Linked DNA regions of Mus musculus: region 1 is linked to region 2. Evidence: chromatin contacts called from public HiChIP or PLAC-seq data. All regions are on one chromosome and are shown on one strand. Each heading gives the region's core, a stretch centred on a gene start, on an enhancer-like site or on the middle of the called end of the contact. The rest is flanking DNA. Distances are from core to core; before and after follow the strand shown. Region 1 overlaps Pax2 (paired box 2). Region 2 holds the start of Pax2 (paired box 2).

The links. HiChIP or PLAC-seq counts read pairs in DNA pulled down with a chosen protein or histone mark.
Region 1: a contact with region 2 is called in a PDX1 HiChIP or PLAC-seq map of a beta-TC-6 cell line, with 7 times the contacts expected there. The contact joins the enhancer-like site here to the promoter of Pax2 in region 2. A contact is called at or near these places in 4 of 39 promoter capture datasets (the 3T3-L1 cell line, 3T3-L1-derived adipocytes, embryonic stem cells and 1 more), 1 of 15 datasets of contacts at CTCF or cohesin (the NIH/3T3 cell line), 4 of 484 Hi-C or Micro-C datasets (the AML12 cell line, embryonic stem cells and nephron progenitors), 9 of 115 datasets of contacts at active chromatin or transcription factors (a beta-TC-6 cell line, embryonic fibroblasts, embryonic stem cells and 2 more) and 2 of 9 other capture datasets (adipose tissue and embryonic stem cells).

Annotation. Positions count from the first base shown.
Region 1 is chr19:44,795,790-44,802,772 of GRCm38.p6, reverse strand. The region is part of intron 5 of Pax2 (paired box 2); the gene reads right to left. Among named protein-coding and RNA genes, the nearest start is that of Mir6405, 9.1 kb to the left of the region's middle. Within about 2 kb of position 5,517, at least 14 of the 459 cell types and tissues checked have an H3K27ac peak or open chromatin away from gene starts, as enhancers often do. A contact at or near this core is called in the AML12 cell line and pancreatic cancer cells, where this site is marked.
Region 2 is chr19:44,755,016-44,762,402 of GRCm38.p6, reverse strand. Pax2 (paired box 2) reads right to left here and starts at 5,497. Exons shown (of 10, transcript NM_001368747.1): 1 at 4,967-5,497; 2 at 1,360-1,528; 3 at 518-715. The coding sequence starts at 5,009. RefSeq lists promoters at 5,035-6,309, 5,035-7,387, 5,035-7,387.

The DNA.
Region 1 (6,983 bases), core at 4,268-6,767, 40 kb before region 2:
CACACCGCCACGGTTGGGGCTTTCTTTTTGTGTGTAGCAAGGCTTTGCCTGACATGCAAATCAAGGCTATTACCAGAGCCAATAAAGATGTGTGGAGGGAAGAGGGGAGCACTGAGGGGGGGAGGGCAGAGGAAAGAGCAGCGGACAGCAAGGGCCAAGGCCATCCCCGGACAGTTTCTGCCTCATTCTGTGCCTGGCATACCCTGGATGCTCTGGTATCCTCCACAATCAGCCCACCCTCCCCCTCTCTCCTTCCTTCCCTCTCCTCTCTCCTTTCGGTGTCTTTGTGAACCCTGTCATTCTTTTCTGTCCCAGCTTCTGGCAGAACTTGAACATAAACTCAGGGTATGTGTATCTGTGTGTATGCATGTGTGTGTTTGTGTGTGTGTATATACGTGTGTGTGTGCGTGCATGTGTGTATGCATGTGTATATGTGCGAGTGTGTGTGTGCATGTGTTATGCATGTGTGTAGATGTGTGTGCATGCATGTGTATGCCTGTGCATGTGTGTGCATGCACATGTGTGCATGTGTATGCATGTGCATGTGAGTGCATGCATGTGTGTGTGCGCGCACGCATATGTGTGTGTGTGTGTGTGTGTGTGTGAGCTGATGTCTCATCTGCAGGTCAGGGTGAAGACACTCTTCCTCTCAGCCACTTTTTCTCCATAGTCCCTGTTCTCAAAAGTTAAGGGTCCTGCTTAAACTCAGTAGGACACACACACACACACACACACACACACACACACACACATACACAGACACACACACCACAAAAGAAAACCCTCCACTATTACAGAAAAAGATAAAAGGGACTGGTTGGGTAGAGCAGATTCATAGAAGTAATAAGGATAAGAAGACATTATGGGGTGAATATAACAAAAACATACATGTATTAGACGCCATAATGAAGCCCATTATTATCTGTAACCAATGTTTGCTAATAAAAACCCAAAGCTGTGGGCTCTGGCCCACTCAGCTGTTCCTAGTACCCTCAGCCCGAGCCCTGTGCTGTGCACACACAGGTCTGGAAAGGCTGATACTCTTAAGTCCCTCTGAGATCTCTCACGACCTCCTCCTTGTTAGTCATTTATCTCCTTTGAATTCTCAGAGAAAAGACAAAGGTCTCAAACCATCTTCCCTAAGAGACTACACTAGCTGTCCTCAGTCCTCAGGGAGCCCACGTGGACATTAGCCAGCATCAGAAGAGGTAAATTTCAAGGAACTTAGCAGTACCACATTCTGGTCCCTTTTGTGGCCAAGTCCTCATTTCCGCTGCCCAAGACCACCCAGAGTATGCTCCTGGCTCCTGTAAGCTGGCTGCTCCAGGTGCTCCATATTGTCTGCTTCAGTTTACCACACAGCCATGCCTCCCAGTACCCACACAGTCAAGTGTCTATGCTGACCACACTGCCCTGGGGCGGGGGCAGGGGGAGGTAGAGATGACAGGCGGGATGGAGAGAGAAGAAAAGAGGACTCTTGGAGCCACAGAGCCACTCTTCCCAAGTACATCTTCTGCATCTCTCTGTCCCGGCTCCCCAGGCTTTCTCAGTCTGCAGGCGTGTGTGTGTGTGTGTGTGTGTGTGTGTGTGTGTGTGTGTGTGTGTGTGTGTGCATGCACGCACGCACGAGTGTATGAACATTTCTCCCTCTGTCGCTGGCTCACTCATCCTCCTTCCCACACTTTCATCTTCTGGACCTGCTTGGCCAACTTGGAGAGGCTATTGGATGGAATTCAGCTCTCCCAAGGAGGAAAGCGCAAACTTCATAAACTACATTTACTTTAATGCAGGTTCCTGGGGTTTCTTACCTCTGGATTCTCTTTCCTCCCCCATCCTCTCTGTCTCCATCATCTTCTCTGCCCCTCTATGCACCCTAACACATGCATGAATGGGTGCACACACACACATGTACACACACATATACACACATACACATAGACTGAGCAGAAGGGAAGGGCTATATGGTCTGCTCATTCAGTCGTGGCAGAAGGTCACTGCCAGGGGTCCTCCACAGGCTCCAGGGAATGCCCACGCCCTATCTCCAGTGGGGATGAGCACAAAGGGTCCTTTGAAGCTGGCCTGCTTCGGGGAGGGAGTGTATGCTGACATTTCATAAAGATGGCCAAATGAGGAGCCACCTGGAAGCCAGGCCAAAGGGCTGCTAAGAAGGGAGGGAAGGAAGGCTGGCCTGCAGCAGGTCGAGCTTTGCGAGGCCTCTTGTCTGGTGCTGTCAAGGTCAGCAGGTTTGGGTTCATGGAAGGGTCAGGATGGTTTGAATTACTGGCTCTGCTGTAACTAGGCTCTGAGGCTCATGACTGACTCTTAGCTCTTGCGCCAGGCCCACCCTCTCCCAGCCTGTCTGGCCTTTCCACCGCTGTGGGCCAGAAAATGAGGGTCCCGGACAGCTCCAAAACTACCAGGGTTCTGAGGGAGGCAGGTTGCTCCCTGGTCTCAATTGTCTAGGAGACTGCAGGCATCCTGGGTCTCTCAACATGCTAGCTGCCTGTCTTTCCTCATTATCCAATGGTCTCCAGAAAATGGGGCACCCAGGAAGGTGAGCCCACAAGCAGCAGGGCCCTGAGCCTGGCTACTCCCTCCTATGTTTGGAGTCTGTTCGAGGGGTGGGGGTGGGGGAGGGAGAAAGACAGCAGAGCCTAGGGAATGGATTTCTTGCTTGATGCCCTTGCTGGGAGTGGAAAGGGGAAACCACAGCAACATACAGGGCTGGAGGCCAGTTGCCCAGGGGAAGATGAGGAATGGGAGCCATTCTGATATGATGGGTTCTCCCATGAGGGCCAAAACACAGGGAAGGCGCGGAATGCCGGGTTGGACTTTGCAGAGAATGTGCGACCTACACTAAGTGTTCAGGAACAGAGATACAACAGTGACCTGTGCAGCCTTTTCTCCACCTCTCTGTTCCGACTTTCTGTCAATGGATAGAAAATGCATCTGTTGTGGTAAACCTCAGAATACTTTAAGCAACTCCATCTTGAGCCGCTGCCACCGCCGCCGCCACCTCAGCAGCAGCAGCATGAACTAGCTGAAGAAAGAACCTAACAATTTGGCTTTCGTCTCTAGTGTTTAAGTCTACAGATCTGCACCCATCAGTCCCATGCAGCCATGACTAAACTTGGCACCTCCCCACAGATAAACACATCACTTCTGCACAGAGCCCACAGGCATAAGCTTAGCAAAACGTCGACACAACCTGCGTTTGCTTCTGAAGAGTCACAGGCTCGTGGCCCATGTGATCCAGAGAGTTCAGCTAAAATATGTGATCTAACAGATAAAAAGGAACCTGCTGTAGGTATGACCGGTCGCCTTTCCTTGGCTACTGAGAAGGTAAAATCAGAACCAAGAGTGTGTGTTTATAAGTGAGTTTCTCTCTCTGGAGTCTTAGTGACCTTTGAACTGAACTCTTTCTGGAACTGGATAGTAGCCAGGTTTTGAGTCCTTGCTGGAGATGAACGTAAACTGAGTGCTATTAATTCAGTCAGACCTCAGGGTTTGTCTAGACAGGGGTCTCCATGTCTCGGCTTTGTTTTCTGGACTTCCAAGGGACCTGTTGCACTGAATCAGAGTCTGTGACATGTCACAGGTAGTGCACAGCACATAGGAAGCCATAAAACCCCAGCCTCAGTAATCCACAGAGCCTCAGTTTCTCCTCATCCCAGGGTTCACTTCTTCTGGCTTAGTTATCTTCAATCTAAAAATGTTAAGTGGAAAATTCCAGAAATAAACAATTCACAGGCTTTTACTGTGTATCTTTCTGGGTAATGAGATAGAATCCTGAGCTGCCTGCTCTGTCCCACCCTGTGTGTGAATCATTCCTGTGTTCAATGTACCCGTGACGTGCCCGTTGGTCACTCAGTAACTGCCTCGGTTATCAGATTAACTCTGAGTCCCAATCTATCACGATGACCGTTCTATTTTAGTATTGTTGTTGTTCATCTCTTACTGTGTCTAATCTATACATTAAACTTTTGTCTGTATGCATGGGGGGAAACAAAGCATGTATAGATAGACTTGGACATATAGAGCTCTCTGTGATTTCAAGTGTCCACCAGGGGTCTTGGAGTGATGTCCCTATGGGTAAGAGAGGACTACTGTATTCTCTAAGAAACGAATCAGATAGCTTCCTCCTTTCTCTGTAGCTCACTTTCTTACTCCGTGTGTGTGTGTGTGTGTGTGTGTGTGTGTGTGTGTGTGTGTGTGTGTGTGTGTAAGTATGTAAGGCAGGTACCAGGTGGGCACAGTTGTACCCAGGCACTAGGCTTATCTTAAGGAATCAATACAATCTCACTTTGCTGCCCCAACATGTGCGACCTTATTGGGTCTTCTAACCCTTCTCAGCATTTCTCCCAGCTCCTTCAGGCTGTATCCTGAAATCCTGTTCCACTGAAATAGCATGTAGTCAGCAAAACTTCCCTGTGCTGTGGCCTTCCCATGAGGGACAAGCTCAGATCCCTCCATGGGTCCACCAGCTCCTTGCAATGAGACCAAAGGCCTCTGCGAGAGTCAGACTCAGTTTACAGTCTCTGTCTCTCAATGCCAGTCCACACTCAATTCCAGGTCAGAGCAAGCCAGCCTTTCCAACCATGCTCATCTGCACACTCACCCCTAACCTACTGGTACAGCAAGATCCAGGGCCAGGACAGCTTCTCCACCTCCCCAGAATCCCCCTTGCCTGTCTCCTCTACCACCGGTTCTCTTCCCACGGTTCCTCCAAAGGACAGCTGGGAAGAGCTTGGTGACCAGGGCACGCCTGGTTTCCATTAATGAGATACACGAGTGTAAGCCAGCCACGGAGGCAGCCCACAAAAGGAGGCGATCACGGGCGGCCAGGAGCCGAGCTGCTCAGGTAATTGGTTTATCTATCTGGAAGCAGGGGGAGCAATCTCAGCACAGACAGACTAGCCGTAAAGTCTCTTCCTTAAGGCTATTTCCTTTGTCTTTTCAATTGCTTGCACATCCATGTGAGAGAGGGAGAGAGTGTTAAAGAGAGAGGGAGAGGGAGAAATGTTAATTTGTGAATTAATGGCTTTTCTCAGCGGAATTGTAAATTCAAATGTCACCTCACACGGTGACACCACCGCTGGTCTGCTGAAGAAGCAATGATAAGATCCCCCACCTCCCTCAGTGCCCCTCCCTCCCCAAAGATAGCTGTGGAGTGGAACATGCTACTTTTAATTTGCAATAACAACACAACAGAGGTATGCAGTAATGACTGCCTCTTCTACCCTCCCGGCTTCCTGCCCCCCAGTCCAGGTGGCTCCCCCATTTCCTCTCTCCCCGCCCCCTTCCAAAGCACCTCACCTCACCTCGCAGTCCCCCCCCCCCCATCTCAGCCGGTGTCTGATCACATGGGGGTGCCTTTGGAATTGACGATGCTGCAACCCTCTCTTCTCCTTCAATAATCAGGGAATTAATGACCCTGAAGTTAAAGTGAGGCTGATACGGAGGCCCTGCCCAGCGCTGGGAAAAAGCCTTCATTGTTTTCAAGAAGGAGGCGGGTAGCAGTGAGGGAGATTCATGGATGGAGATTGAATATGCAATTTTCTTTCACCTTGCCAAGAGCTGCCCCTGGGCTGTGCCTGGCCTAAATTTTTCCTTTTACCATCTCTGCCTTATCCGGCCCTCCCACCTCCCTTCCATTCTTTCCAGAAAATTACCTTCAAAATTGATTTCCACTTTTACAAACAAATATAATGGGAACACAGGAAAAAACTTGGGCCATGATGAATTAGGGCTGTCAGGTGCCTCCAGGTCTCCTTTGCTTTTGTTTTACTACCCGATCCACTCTTTGTTTTTCCAAGGGCTAGAAAAACTGCCCCCATCCACTGAGCGGCTGACCCTCTGGGCCACCAGGCCTCAGCCCCAAAACCTCTGCGGTGGCCCATGGCAGAGGTGATCCAGGTGCAGAGACTGTTAGCTTCTTGGGCTCCCGGTGAGAGCCTGTGCCTTTGCCTCCAGTTGGCTGTCTACCCTCAGACCCATTCTCTGACGTTCTCTAGCCAACCCACCCCCCAAGCTATTCCCCTTGACCCCCACACCGTGCTCCCTCTAGCCCTCATACCTCTTAAAGTCCAGACCAGATGTAAACCTCCACCTCCTCTAATGTGGGCAGGATCAGTGTATACCTCGACTGGAGTAAATAAGAGACAGACAGACACTGAGACATCCCGAAGGACAAGCAGGTAGATCGGGGGCCAGACCCCCAAACTGGGAGACCAGGCCCCTCTTCAAAGAGATAAAAAAAAGTCTCGAGCTACAAATCACACACAGCCTGAATGGGAAGCAATTCTGCCTCAGTTTCCCTAGTCTTGGGGCTCAGCCACTTCCTCCAAGGAGCGGGCTTAGGACAGTCTGCTGACTTGTCAACAGATGTAGGTTGATGCCGGTGGGATCTTGGGGCTAAATCATATGCAGGCCCATGCTTAGGAGCATGAACACTCAACATATCTAGGTCTGGCTTAGGACTCTCCCTGGTTACTGGTGCCAGCACATACACAGCCATACAGTGCTCTGTCCGAACATGCACATCACCTAGCAAACTGCATGCGTTCTCAGCATTTGACATTCTATACCCCCTTACTACCAAAGATCTCAGAGCAATATTCCACACACATGCCCTTGCACAAACCATACAAAAATAAATATATGGTTCAGAGAACAAGAATATATTCTCCAAGGCAAATAAACAAGCTTGCATGTAGGAGTAGAAATGTGCACAGAAAGATAGGGGGAGTCAGGGCCTTGTATTCGGAAAAAGGGGGGGGGGCTTTTATAGTTTCATGCATAGAAAACTCTGGTTGATGCTTTTAAAATAATGACAAGTGGCTCACTGGATAACCACAGAGCAACAAGTGAACAGGCAGACAAAGGGAGTCTCAACTGTACAAGTGAGGCCAGCCACCCATCCTTCCCAGATGAGCTCATTCCAGAGTTACAAGGTACCCCACTGCAGTTAGGGTGTCTAGGTC
Region 2 (7,387 bases), core at 4,248-6,747:
ATTCTGGGCCGGAAATTTGTGTGGAGCTGGCTAGAGAGACCTGGGCTCCTGGGAGGCGAGCTTTGTGGGAGTTGGCTGAGAGGGTAAAGGAACCAGGATTCTGGCTGCCCCTGGGGAAGGGTACATGACTTTAGAAAGAAAAAACTCTGTTTGGAGGCAGTGAATAGACAGTGGTCATTTTAAAGACTTTGCTATGGGCTGTGATTGTCTCTAGATCCCGAGGCGGGTAATCTTGGAGTCTTAATTACCACAAACACTTGGATTCATTTCCAGGACACCGGCGGGAGAAGCCTGGCGGGGAAAACTCAGCTCCGATTTGGAAAGGGCTGTCTGTCTGTCTGTCTACTTCTACCTCCCAGGTCTATTTACCATGCCCAAAGGACTTCAGGCTGGGAGCTGAAAAGGATGGGTGGAGGAGGCTGGACAAAGAGCCAAGAGAGGCCCTGGGAGGTAGCCCAACAGGCAGGAGTAGGGAACTGGAGTCCTGCCCTCCAGGCCCATGGGGGGCTTTGCTCACCTGTTGATGGATGAGACACTGGGAACTGTGTCATTATCGCAGATGCCCTCGGCTAGCAGCCTGTCACGGATCTCCCAGGCGAACATAGTCGGGTTCTGTCGCTTGTATTCGGCAATCTTGTCCACCACTTTGGGCGTTGCCACCTTGGGCTTGGAGCCACCAATCACTCCGGGCTTGATGCTGCCAGTCTCGTAGTACCTGGGCCAGGAAGGCCGTCGGGGTCAGCAAGAAGCCGGTGGCGGCAAGGGCAGGGGGGCTGCAAGCTCCAGAGCTGCTAAGCCGCTCTCCCTCCCTAGGCATCGGCGTGAAGGGAAAAAGGCCCTGTGTAGCTGAGCAGAGACTCCAGAGGATGCTTGACTAGGGTGGGAAACAGGCAGAGTGGCTGAGTATGGACAGTGGCTAGAGCAGGCATCCCTGGGAGTGGAAGGCTGGTTTTCCACGTGGGAAGCAGAGAAGGACCCATGCTGGGTGAGCTGACCCCACCCGAAGCACAGAGTTCCTATGGAACCTGGACCCTCCTGTAGTCTTCCCAACGCTGCCGCTGACTTTTCTCATCTTGGGACCCTCTTCCTCCAACCCCATCTACATTGATTAGCTGGGGGGGGGGGGGATACCTCCTTTTCTGAATGTAGCTGCCTTCTCTTGAAGGGCCCGGGAGCTGGGTTACGCTAGCCAGACCCTATTCCACCCTCATTCCAAGTCCCAGCCATTACTTGAACGCCCTTCTCGAAAGGGGCAGCCAGCCCTTTAGATCCTTCAAGCCCTTTCCTTTCTTTCCTGTCTGGCACCTCGACTTTTAACTAAAACCTCAGCAGGGAAGGGAGGCAGCACCCGGCCCTCACCTGCCCAGGATTTTGCTGACACAGCCATGGCTGACCCGCAGCTGCCGGGAGATGTCACAGGGCCGCACACCCTGGTGGGCCAGCTCCACGATGCGCTGCCTCACCACGTCGGGTAGGGGCCGGCCGTTCACAAACACCCCCCCGAGCTGGTTCACACCCCCGTGCCCTGCTGGGGAGAGACAAGAAAAAAACACAACACCCCACACACAGCAGGGACCGGCCATTAGTCAGGGTCCGAGGCCCGCCACGTGCGAAAGGAGCAGGCAAAACTAAGGGGCATATCCCAGGACTGGGGGAGAAAGGTGGCTTGGTGGGCGGTCCGGATAGAGGATTATCTATCTTAGAACCCCGGCTAGCTGTAAGCTCGCACAAGCTGAGCTAGCGAAGAACCCGCCTCTCACACCAGTGTGCCGCAAAGGAGAAAGTGAGGGAAGCGTAGAGAAGCCAGGAGAGGGAGAGCAGAGCTGAAAAATGGAGAGGAATAAACGACAAAGGGGAAATAATGTTAACGGGGGATGACAGTAGAGATGTGGGGAAAAGAAGGACCGGACGGGGACAGCACTGCTGCGGACTAGAAACCCGCCTGCGCCGCAGGTTTGGCGCGGCTTGAGTTTCACAAGGGCTGGGAGCCAGATGGATTTGGAGGGTCGGGGTCTTCTTGACTCAGCTCAGCAGAGTCTTCAGCATAGAGGGAGACTAAAGCCAAACACATCCCGTTCACCTTCGCTGCCTAACTCTTCCTTCTCCCCTTGTACCTACTTCTAATTGTAATCATACTGTTTCCTCTTTCCCTGTTTTTCATTTTGTCTTTATCAGGAGTTCTTTCTTCCCTTTATGTTTTTGCTCTTCAGGTGTTTTGTACAATATTTTCCCTCTGCACCTCTAATGTCTATGGTGGAAAGAAATCCTGGTGGATAAGGAGCGGCAGAAGAGGTGGTGGTTCGGGATCGGCTGCGCTCAGAGACCGCGAGGCGGCGAAGATTCTCGCTCTTCCCGGCAGCCGCTGAAAAACGCCGGCTGCTGGGGTTCGCTTGCCTTCCATGCTGCACAAGGCTAGCCTCTCCCCCCACAGTCTCCCCTGAAGGTGGCTTGGTAGGGACCGCACCTGCGGACTTAGGACTCCGGGACTCCGCATTGCCAGTCTAAGCCAGTTCGGGACCCTCTGACCTTTCTCAGACCTCGGCAGCTGCCTACCAAACCCAACAGTAAGGGCGGATGCTCTGGCGGCCAGAGCAGAGCTCCTGGTTTCCCGTCCAACTGGGCGAGGGCTCCCAACCTGGAAGCCAAGAAGGCCCCCGGGTGTCAGGCTCAAGGCCGCTGCCGGGTGCCCCATTTTCTACGGCCTAAAGCAGCCCAGAAATCCTGCACCTAGAGCGATTAACCTGCAGCCGCAATTACTCAGCAACCCAGCCGCAGAGGCTTCTAGCGGCAGAGTCAGGCCAGACAAGGTCTACAACCTGCAGCCACTGCTCCGTGGCCTCCAGCGAGTTTCGAAGAAAGCGGGCGCATCTCGTGCCCTCTTTAAATCTCTCCCATCTTTTTATAGGGAGATAAAAAACAAGCTTGGGAGAAGAAACCCCTGGACAGAGGCCTCTAATCCAGTGGTTCCGGGAGGCCAGAACCTCTTATCTTACAACCCCCATCCCTATGGTCTCCCCATCTTTGGTCCCACTCCCCCACCCCTCTGCTCCCTACAAACCCGGACCATCAATAATTTAGGCCCCGGGAGAACTCGCGTTACCGGTATGAAAAGGCGGCAGCTGCGGGCAGATTAAAGATGAATAATTCAGCCTCACCGGGCTCCGGGCCCGGCCCCTCTGCCCTAATCTATGGGGTGGGGATTGCAACCGGGCACCGCTGGAGTTCAGGGCGGATGGGCTGCGGAGGATCTGTGCGGAACCGGGCCTAGAATGCGCAACTGCCGCTGGCGCAAACCCGGGCTGTAGCTGCTCGTCTCGCCGGCCCGTGCAGAGCCTCTCTCCCTTCCTTCGACCACCTTCTGCTCGCTTTTCTCCCCTTTGGGTTTCGAAGAGGTTCCCCGTCACTGGCCCCGATTGATGGGTCCAGGAAGCAATCCTCAAAAACCCCCGAGTGCTGCAGAGGCAGCAGGGCTGAGGCAGAGACCGGCCGCCTGGATGAACCTGCTTCATTCCCTCCGAAAAAGAGCAAGGCTTCCCGGCCGGCTGAGAGATTCGCAGCGACCCGAAGTCTCGCGTTTGGGTTTCCTTTACCTAGAAATTATTTAGGGAACTATATTTTATTGCAGGTGTTTTTTTTTTTTTATAGTCCCGTGAAGCTCAATATGTGCTTAGGAAACAAACAAAACACGGCTCCCTCTTGGATCGCGTTTTAAAGCACAAATCAGGCTAGGTCTAAAAGTTACCTTGTGGAAAGTTACAAATTATCCTTAATTATTAATCTATAGATGGGGAGGGCTTTTCTACTTAGAATATTATTTATCTTTTTAAGCAAGGGGAGATACCTGACAAATAGTTTTCGGAGCTAAAGAGCCGTTATGAATTAGATGCATTCAAATATCATTATGATATTTCCTCTATTCCTATTTTCTTATTTCTCTTCCCCAACATCCTTTTAATTTTCTTTCCTTGATTTTCCCCCCTCTTGGTTTGATTTCTCCTTCCTTTCTCCTCAGCCTTGGCATTTGTCTTTCTTTTGTTCTTTCCCTCTGATTATATCCATTCTTGCTGACCCCCTGGCCAGGGCGCTGGCTGAATGGTCCTCAACAGTGAGTGGAGACAGGCAAGGAAGTCTCTCGAGTGTACAGCATCCAGGTGCTGGCCTGGATGGCTCTACCTCTCTCCCTGACTTTGATTTCTTCTCAAAATCCTTCATTGTTTTTTTTTTAGAATGATCACTTCCCTAGGCAAAGTTAAAAAAAAAAAAAAAAGTGACCGGCCACTCTCCTGTTCCTAGCTAAAAGGGAAGGGAAGGGGGGGGGGAAGAGGTGAGGGTGGGAGAAAGGGTGGGACGTAGCAAAGCAGCCCCCCAGGAAGCCTTAACTAAGCCGAAGGGAACAAGAGGCGCCGAGAGCTTAGGCTCAGAAGGGGGTCACACCCCCAGGATCTTAGGCATAATTGTCCTGACACCAAGGCTGCCCAAACTAGGAGCCTCCTCACGATTACCCACAACTCTAAGTTTGAGGAAGGTAAAGATGAGGGAGGAGAGAGAGAGAGAGAGAGAGAGAGAGAGAGAGAGAGAGAGAGAGAGAGAGAGAGAGAGAGAGAACAGCCTGAAAACTACTGCCAATTAGTCCTTTAGTCCAGGGCAAAGACTGACTAGGGGGTGGGTGGCTGGAACCTGGGCCCAGGGTTATGGATCCCGAGAGGTAAGGAGGAGCAGGTGGAAGGAGCCGAGGGAGGTGAGACACTAGTGAAGGTAGAAAGGCAGGCAGAACCGTGAGTATGGCGTGGCAAAAAGCAGAACGGTGGCTGAAGGCGTGAGAAACACTAGGTAAGAGAAAGGACGAAAGGAGGGAGCAGGGAAAGGCCAGTGTGGCCTCTAGGGTGAGACCTGAGCGCAGGGGGCCGGACCGCGCTGGGGCTACATGGGGTTGGAACCGAGACAGGAGCCGGGCGCCGGTACTCACGGTGCATCGCGGAGAAGGGGTCTGCTTTGCAGTGCATATCCATCGGGAGGCAGAGGAGCGGGAGCAACGCGGCCGCCGCCGCCGTGTCGCCTCTCAAACTCAACTTCAGGACTTGAGGAGAAAAGGAAGGGACGGTGGGGGAGGGAGAGTGAGCGGGCGCCCGACTGCTGGGGGGCAAGCGAGGGCGGGGGACGCCGCGCCGCGCTCCACGCCGGGACTCCTCCGGGCCCGCTGGGGTTTGCGACCGCAGAGGCTGCAACTTGCCACCGTTGGGGCACGCGGCTGGGCAGTCAGCAACGCAGCCCCGGGGCGACTGGCTGGACCAAGGGGCACTTGGGGCGCATGGCTCGCGCGCCAGCTGCGGCCAGAGCTGAGGCCGGGTAGGGAAGACGGCTCACTCAGCTCCCCTGGAACCCGGTTGTCCGAGAGGCTCTGAACCAAGAGAGCTCAGGGCGGGGGCGGCCCGAGGGCGCCAGGAGGGGAGCCGGGCCGCTCCAAGTGCCGGCGAGTTGGCGAAGTTGGCAGAGAAGTAGCAATCCCCGGGATGTCCAAGCGGGCGCCCGCGGGAGGGGAGCGTGCGAGCCGGCCCCCGCCCCCGGAAAAGGCAGGCGCACGCCGCGGCGACCGAAGGGCCAGGAGGGAGGGAGGCAGCCTAGGAGCCGAGCGGCGCCCGCAGCGCTGGGCTGGCCCCAGGTGGGTTGCGGCTGCAAGAAGACTCGGCCGGAGACTGGAGCCTGGGCTCCCGGTGTGTGTCTCTCTAAAAGCTGCAAAGCCCCCTCCAGACCCCCTCCTCCTCCCCGCGCCGGGAGATGGATGACTTGTCAGACAAAGGCAATAGATTCCACCACTCTGTGATTCGCCAGCGCCGGAGCCCCGAGCTTCGGCAAGGAGGGCCCCGCGCCTGTCACTCCGGTGCTGGCGAGGGGAGGGCCCGGGAGGGGGGGGAAACGGGAGGGAGCAGCGGGTGAAGGAAGAGGGAGGGTGAGGAGCGGGCCAGGGGGAGGAGGAATGGGAGCCCCGGATTAAAACTACACTGAGAAACGAAACTCGCCGAGAAGATAAACGTTAGATAAGGATAAAGAGCGGCCAGCCTAATGAATATTCAGGCAACCACAGAGGGCCTCCGAGCGCGCGGCACTCCGAAGCCAGGCTCTCAGTCCTAACTCGCCCAGCCCTGCCATCCACCGGCCAATGCCCGCAAATCCCAGACGCCCGCGAGTCCGCAGCCCCTGTCCTAACTCGGCTACCCTTGCGCTGAGTTCCTTTCCGTTTCTCCCTGTGTCTTCCTTCCTCTCTCCCTTTCCCTCTGGTCCTTCCCTTTCGCCTTTTCCTCCTGTGGTACCTTCCCATCCACGCACGCATGATTCTCATTCCGGGGCAAAGTGCCCAGCAGTTTGTCCCCTCCCGTCCCACACGCGGTGGCGCGCACCCCCTCCCCGGAGTCTGGGCAGTCCAGACGCCTGGTTTGGAATCAAGCTAGAGGCCTCTGGCTAGAACCCACCTGCCTTGGTGGGACCCAACGGATGGTAGGAGAGCCAGGGAACTTGGCACCTGGACCCTCGGGTAGCTAGGGAAGGGACTGTGCCGGGAGACGGTGCGCAGCGGCTTGTCCGCGGCAGTGACAGAGGATGCAGAAGCCCAAGGCGGGACCAAGGCGTTCTCTTTCCCCGGCTGGGGAGAAGAGGAGGCTATGAACGCGACTGAGCGCCGCCCGCCGCCAGCTCTGCAGATCCCGAGCGAGCGCAGCTGGCGCAGCACGCCGGCCTGGCCCGGCTCCTACCAGAGCCGCTGGCCCAGTCTCTGCAGCCTGGCCCGCACTCGCTCCCTTGTTCGCTGGGGTCTTCTCGCACGCACTAAGCGAGAGAAGCCCTTTGTCTCCTAACTGGTTAAGTACAGAATATCCAGGAGATCTTTATGAAATATTTTCCCTAGTCTCATAAATCATCTTGGCACTTCAGCTGATGTTTTAACTCACCCCCCCCCCCTTTTTCGCTCCCTCCTCCCAGGCTTCCCTGGGTCTGAAAAAGGGCGGCTCCAGGAAGCTCAAGCTGAGAAACACAGCTTTCTTGCCCGGCGGACCCAAGACTCCTTGGTGTTGTCTGCAGCTCCTGAAGCCCAGAGGAAGGGCAATGAGTGTAGACAGTGCCCCTGTCCCTATAGCCAAAAAGCCTCGGCAGTAGATGGGGTTGGGGGAAGCACCCACTAGACTCTCAGCCCGTCTCAGACTGACTCCTACCGGGCATTTAGAACCGCCCACATTCTGGGTGAGTTTCAGGCCAGGCTCAGCTACACCGGATTCTGAGCTTTCCATTCCAAGGGGAGCTGGGTCGGTTGGGATCTGGGCCTTTGCCCGGTCTCCTGGAAATTTCCGGCTAGATTAATCCAATTGCAGAGTAACTGCTGGAAAGTAAGAAACTAAAA